Regions from separate parts of the Ovis aries genome. Here region 2 is linked to region 1. The links are chromatin contacts, called in public Hi-C maps. All regions are on one chromosome and are shown on one strand. Each heading gives the region's core, a stretch centred on a gene start, on an enhancer-like site or on the middle of the called end of the contact. The rest is flanking DNA. Distances are from core to core; before and after follow the strand shown. Region 1 overlaps DAG1 (dystroglycan 1). Region 2 holds the start of DAG1 (dystroglycan 1).

The links. Hi-C and Micro-C count contacts between places; a contact is called where the count stands out from the background.
Region 2: a contact with region 1 is called in a Hi-C map of muscle, with 3 times the contacts expected there. The contact joins the promoter of DAG1 here to the enhancer-like site in region 1. A contact is called at or near these places in 5 of 16 Hi-C or Micro-C datasets (liver, mixed tissues, muscle and 2 more).

The regions. Positions count from the first base shown.
Region 1 is chr19:50,671,696-50,675,197 of ARS-UI_Ramb_v3.0, reverse strand. The region is part of intron 2 of DAG1 (dystroglycan 1); the gene reads left to right. Among named protein-coding and RNA genes, the nearest start is that of BSN, 22 kb to the right of the region's middle. Within about 2 kb of position 1,852, at least 6 of the 54 cell types and tissues checked have an H3K27ac peak or open chromatin away from gene starts, as enhancers often do. A contact at or near this core is called in liver and muscle, where this site is marked.
Region 2 is chr19:50,708,749-50,712,250 of ARS-UI_Ramb_v3.0, reverse strand. It overlaps DAG1 (dystroglycan 1), which reads left to right and starts at 1,751. Exons shown (of 3, transcript XM_027957635.3): 1 at 1,751-1,893.

The sequences.
Region 1 (3,502 bases), core at 603-3,102:
AGAAATGGTCACAAATTCCATACCACTCTTTGCAGTGAGAGGTGTGTCTCTGCCCCTTTGAATCTGGGCAGAGTCACTCCTCCCCTGACCCTCCTCGTGTTCTCTTCCTTTCCCTTTTTGGCCCCCTCTCTTTAGGTCACAGCTTGCTCTTAGGGTGGCCTCGTGTTTTCAGAGGTAGTCATACTTCTGAAGATCCTAGCTCACTTCTGTGAAGCTCCTTCTGGCTTGTAGAGTCTTTGCAAAAGGTTTCCATGTAATCTTCATAATAGCCCAGTAAGCCAGATTCTAGTCTCACTATTAGATGAAGAATGGCACTTTTGGAAGTACATTTCTTACCCAGCATCACATTTCATCTTCGGACTATCCAAACCCTGTAGTGATTGATTACCCTTGTTCTGTTGGCCACTGGAATGTTGTACATGGATTATTCTGGACCAAAGTTGCCTTGAGTTGATACAGCGAGCTGGCTATTTGCTGTAGCTGGCAGAGAGATGTTTAACAGGCTTACTCACCAGGGGAGCAAAGAGATTTTATTAGGAAAACAGGATTTTATCTGAGCATATTTATCTGTGGAAAGCAGACCATTTAGTAGCTGATTAACCTGTAGAAAAACAGATGAAACTGTGTGACTCTTCGTCCCAGTCTTAGCATCAGGGTTGTGTGGGGTGGGAATCAGATCAGAAGGCCTGACTTCAGGGACTTCCTAGGTGGTCCAGTGGTTAAGCCTTCACCTTCCAGTGTAGGGGGTGTGGATTGGATCCCTGGTTAGGAAGCCAAGTTCCCACATACCTTGTGGCCAGAAAACCAAAACAGAAAACAGAAGCAATATTGTAACAAATTCAATGAAGACTTTAAAAGTGGTCTACATTAAAAAAAAAAAACAAAAAACACTTAATAAAAAAAAAGAAAGCTTGACTTCATTCCTGGAGCTTTGGTTTCCCTATGTGTAAAACAGGATTGAAAAGCCTTTACCATAATGGAGTTTTTTCATGCCGTTAAAATAACAATGTGTAAATGTATAGGAAAGGTAGGGGAAAAAAAAACTATGGTGGTTCCTACCACTAATGTACATCATTTTCTGCATTCATCAATAAGTATCCATGTCACGTAGGCACACGGACATTTTAGGCAGACCTGAAATCATATTTTTAAACCTTTTTTCATTCACTGTACTTTTGAGTTTTTCTCCTTTGTTATTTAAGTATTCTTTGGGAGTCTAACTTTTAATGGCTGCCCAATATTCTTGGGTATGTGAGGAACATTTCAGATCTTGGTCCCAAGGAGCCTTGTTGGGGTGACCTCCAAGTCATATCCATCAACATTGCCGTCAGCCAAAGTAGCACTTGCTCACCTCTTCCCAGGCGCCCTGCCTCTGTTCTTAACCCCTCAGTCTGTTCTCCATACCGAGGCAAGAGACATCTTTGTAAAGTCCGAGTCTGCTCAGAACAGGCCTCCCATCCCCCCTGCGCTTAGAATTAAGTCCTGTTTGATCTGGCTTCTGGCCTCCTCTCTCCCCTTGCCCTGTGCATGCCATGTCTCAGCACAGCAGCCCCTTTCTGCCCCACAGATATGCCAAGCTCAGGACCCACCCCAGGCCACTGGCTTTTTCTCTTCTGTCAGCACGGGCACAGCCACCTCTTTCAGGCTCAGTTTCAGCATTGGGGCCCTTTTCCTCCACCCCGACGCAGGCAGATTTCTCAGGTCCTGTGGGGAGAGGTCCCACAGAAGCCAGCTTTGCCTTCACTGGGCAGATCTGAAGCTGTTCCAAGTAGGCCATAGTGTAAGTGACCCTCCTGACTTCCCACAGGATTGGCGCCGGCTCCCTAAGGGCGCCTGTCCTGAGTTGAGTGAGTGTAGGGATGGCTGAGGGCCTCCCAGGTGGCGCTAGTGGTAAAGAAGCTGCCTGCCAAGTGCAGGAGACAGGAGACATGGGTTCAGACCCTGGGTCAGGAAGATCCGTTGGAGGAGGGCATGACAACCCACTCCAGTGTTCTGGCCTGGAGAATCCATGGATAGAGGACCCTGGCGGGCTAGAGTCCCTGGGGTCGCAAAGAGTCGGACACGGCTGCAGTGACTGAGCACGCACGCAGGCAGGAGTGGCCAAGGAAGGTGATTATATAACCCCTCCTCTCTGGGGCAGTTGGAAGTCTCTGCGTCTCACAGAACGATTGGGCTGCCCCTCTGGGCCCCCCCCCCCCCGATGTTTCATTTTGATAGTGCCCTCGAGGATGGCTTTTCATCCCTGCTCCCCTTCAGTCTCCTTGTCTGGAGACAATGTGGAATTTCTCCCAGCCCAAGATGTCGGCAGACTGGGAGCAGCCCTTCCTGGGACTGTGCTCTCAGCCGCTGGCATCGGCCCCCAATTGTTCCCCGCAGAACAATGGCCACTCTTTTTGGCCAGGAAGGGGAGCTCATGAAAGGAGCATTTCTTTGGATGCTTGAGAGCTTTGCGGCCACCCCGCCTGCGTGAGATGAACTGCAGTTTCTTCCTGCCTCAAGTGGGTGTTCCCTGGCTCTGAATGGCTCCCTTGTGAGCAGGGCACACCGGGAAATGCGGGTTGGCGAAGGAAGGCATCCTTGGGGGTGGGTCGTCAGAATGGCATTTGCCCAGACACATCAGCTCAAATACTTACTGAATATATAGGCTTCTATGTTTTAGGGGGAAGAAAAATTACTGATGATGACTGAAAGAACACGACAGAGTGAAAATGGTTGATCTCAGGGCTTGGGGTTGATGGACTGATTCTGAGAATTTTACTAGTGGTTATAATTATGCTCAGCTGTCCCTTAGTTTGGGGGGAAAATGATGAATTTTTGTTTTTTTTTTTTAGATGAGAACAGTTAACATCAGGTAAAATGCTTCATAACTCAGACCAGAGGGGCACCCTTTAGGCTGAACAAGTTGTGTTCAACATATGATCCCGTGGCCTTGGCCCTTGTAGCATTGGACGTGTTCTGGTGTGAGCTTTGAATGTCACGCAGCAGGACCAATGATTGTGTTTCAGCAAAGCAAAGTGTGTCCACCCTGGTTCCTGCCCCTATGTGGGGGCAAAGCCTTGGCCCTTTGACCTCCAGCCAGAGGCTCTCCCTGTTGGCATGTGCCATCTCCCCACAGCCTGGCCATGTGACTGCCCATGTGCACCATCTGCAGAAGTTGAGCTTGGCCGCGGAGCAGATTCGTCTCATTGTCATAGTCCACGGCCAGACACAGGCTCACCCTGAACGTGAGTCAGTGCCATGAGGGGGCGGGGGCCCAGAAACTGGAAGTCGAGTCCATCAGAAGGACTGTTGCCTTCACCCGGAGCAGCACAGGAGCCCACCACACAGTCGCTTCATGTGCCAGGACCTTCGGGGTGTGCCTGTGGTTCCCAGCCATAGACAGGTGGTCTGCAGCTTTTCTGAGGGGAGAGGGGCTGCAGGGTCCAGGAGCCAGTGACCAGGTCTGAGGGAAGGCAGGGGCTTAACCAGGGCAGGCTGCTCAGAGGCCCAAGCAGTGTGGTGT
Region 2 (3,502 bases), core at 502-3,001, 37 kb before region 1:
GCTGGGACTCTGGAGGCCAGATTGAAGAAGCCTCGTGCCTCATCTGGCAAGACCAGTGCCAAACATGAAGAAGGAGCGTCCATTGCTGGTCAGTGAGGACCAAAGAGCAGCTAGTAGTCTTTGAGCTCCTCTGGCGGCTCAGATGGTAAAGGATCTGCCTATAACACAGGAGACCTAGGCTGGATCCCTGGGTCAGGAAGATCCCCTGGAGAAGGGAATGGCAACCCACTCCAGTATTCTTGCCTGGGGAATCCCAAGGACAGAGGAGCCTGGCAGGCTACAGTCCATGGGGTCACAAAGAGTTGGACATGCCTGAGCGACTAACACACACACACACACACATATGTAATTATATAGTCAGACACTAAAATACCCAGCAGAATCTCAAGCTGCAAAGCAGTGTCTGGTGTGCCTTTGTGGGTGGGTGGGAAACTCTGTAAGCTGAAGGAGTGAATGAAAGAATTTTGTTTATAAACCCAAATAAATTCCTGCATTTTTAGCCTTTATGAAGCAGCAGAGTTTTAAAACTGGATTTGAGAGGCCATCCATTTTTTAGGCTTAACATCCAAGGGATGATTAGGGAATTTGGGACTTTTTCCCGGCTTTCAGTTCTTTTTCCAGTTCATTTCCAATGAATGAAGCTTGGAGCCTCTGCATTTAAGTATAAAGAATCACAAACAGGTATGTGTGTTGGAGACAAGGCTTTCTTTTTGCTCTCTGAAATTTGTTTCTTCCAGTTCTCCCTATCGAGGGGGAGAAAGCAGGGGAGACCAAAAGCTGTTGGGATTCTCTGGGAGGAATCCGTGGCAGGCAGCAGCCAGTTCTGTGTTCAGAATGTTTGCTGACAAGAGTGCGGGCCTGGAATTCCAGGCTGGCCCCGGGCCCAGAAGGGGATGGAACCATCCTGAACAGGGTTTGGGGAACAGAGCCCACCTCGGGTCGCATCCCCAGAGTCATCCCTTATCTGTGGACTCTGGGGCCTTTGAGATAGTGGGTTTAGGTAAGCCCTGGGGAGAGTGAGAGTCTTTAGGACCCTCTCCTTGAAGGGAGACAGACCTCAGCAATAACTCCCAGCCCTTTATTCACCCAACTCCTTGAAAGAATGTGGGGCCTCGAGCGAGTGACCAGTGCCAGCGGGTCAGAGCTATTTCTGGCGGCTGAGGAGGCATCGGATTCCGGGTGTTCAGGGCAGGAGGAGGAGGAGGACGGAGGAGGGTCAGGCCTGAGGCGCTTCCCGGACGCGCCCGCCTGCTGGGGGCTAGGCCCCCCGGAGAGGGGCCGGCTTCCTGTTCTTCCGGCCCTCGCCTCAGTTTCCCCATCAATATAAGAGTCGGGCAACGGGGCCATCATCGTTCCAATCTGGAGGACGCTTCCTGATTGTTTTCTTGGCTTACAAATAACCTGATCTGAGTTTGAGGGAAATCAGGAAGGCGGAAGGCAGTCTATGGGTGGCCAGTTGCGGCCAGGCCAAGTTATCCAGCCTGACCACCCGGGGAGGCTGGATGTCTCTCAGACGCCCAAATGCCTGAGGTTGGGTGGGGAGCCCCTCCCCCACCCCCGGTCCTGAGCTCTCCGGGCAACCCGGACGGGCCAAGGCGTGTCCCGCGGACCGACCCGGCTGGCCGCGGGCGGGATTTCCAGGATGGGGGCGTGTCCTTTCGAGCGGGGGCGTGGCGGACCAATGAGCGGCGCGGCGCGGACGGGGGCGGGGCCTGTGCGCGGGTGCGGCGCGCTGCGGGGCGGCCGACGCAGGCAGAAGCGGGCGTCGCGGGGACTGCCGGTCGGCGCCGCGCGGAGCTGGCCGCGGGATTGGCTGCGACACTCGCGTGTCAGGGGGTTGCTAGGCTTCGGTCGCGCGCCCCGCCCTCGCGCTCCGCGCCCTCTCGCCGCCCGGTACGTGCTCGCGCGGAGGCTGCGGTGCGGCGCTCGCGCTCCTGGGGCTCGGCGGCGGCGGCGGCGGCGGCGGGAGCTTCGCGCCGAGTCCCCGGGGAGCAGCAGCGGCGGCGGCAGCGTGTCGCGGCCGGAAGGAGCGAGCACCTGCCGTGGCCCGCCCGGCGGCGCTCGGTGAGTGCGCCGCCCGTGCACTGCCGCCGAGCCTGCCAGCCCAGGCCCCCCATCTCCGTCGCCGGCGGAGCCTCCCGAGGAACACCTGCTGCTGCTCGCTGTTTGGCCCGGGGCCGGGACACGGTCGCGGACGTCCTTGCGGGTGAGGCGGCGGCGGGGCCCGGGTAGAGCCGCCCTTTGCTCTCGGCCCCTCAGGCACAGGCTGGGGGCGCCCAGAGTCCGGGCCCGGGCTGCGCGCCGCGGCGATGGGCCAGGCCTCAGCCCGGCCCGCGCTCCCGGGAACGCGGGGCCTGCGCGTCGGCCGTGGGCGTGTGCGGCCGGCCTGCGGACTGCCTCCCGGGCTTCCACCGAGGGTCGCGCCTCCCAGCTTGGTCAGATCCCGAGGTTGGGGCGTTGAGTCCCCTCCGGAGGCGGGGAAGGGCGCCGCAGCCGCCGGAGCCTGAGCTCAGAGGCTTGGGGTCACCCCTTCACACACAGACGCACTTGGGCTTCTTTGGAAGCCTGCTACTACCTTTTCACCTTTTCACTCAGTGTTTGGAAAACCGTCTTCACCTGCAGGAATATTTGGGAAAATGTCTTCGGAGAAATGGCTCTCTGGGTTTAGAAGGCTTCTGCCGTAAATTTCAAGTTAATTTCACACCATCTCAGCTGCTGATTTAAAATGCGTATTTTAATCTCTATGATTTGAGAAGCTCTTCGACTTGTGAACTTCAGAATGAGTTTTAATGGTGACCGTGAAGTTTGGCCTTGGTGAGAGCTACAGCCTGGGACAGCACGGTTATAGCCTAGAGTTCTAACTTAAGAGCCGGGCCTGCTGTTTCCCTAAATAAGCTTGGAAGCCAGACTTCTGTGCAGGGAGGTGGTGTTTACAGGACATCAGTTCAGATGGAGAGTTGAATGTGCTACCAGGTGTTTGAGAGTTTGGTGTAGATGGGTTGTTGTAACTTTATCAGGTTGTTCTATGCTTAGCTGTTGAGAGAGATAATTTGGGGATGTCCTTTTTTCTAAAAAAAGAATTCAGCATGGGAGGCATAGTTTGAATATGAAGTTGAATTGAACTTTGCTGGCTTTGGAGCCAAGTAATCAGAGCTCCTGGCCTGCGTTCTTAAAGGAGATTGAGGAGCCATTTCTTGGAGCAGTGAGATTTGGGGAGGGAGTTCGATGAGCCTGTTGAAGTCTTGCAGGTTACTATGTGAAAGGAGATAACAAATACTTGACTTCACTACTTACCAGATTCTGTGGGAGGTCTAGGGGACCCCTGTATTGGGTTGGCCAAAAAGTTCATTGAGATTTGTCCATACACTTTTCCAGAAAAGCCCTAACAATTTTTTTTGGTCCAGTCCTAAAAAAGAGCCTGGTTCTGCCCTTATGGAAGTCAGTATGGTGGACAGTGGGGGATGGGGAACCTATGATTGATAGTGTCTGCCCACTGTGTGCT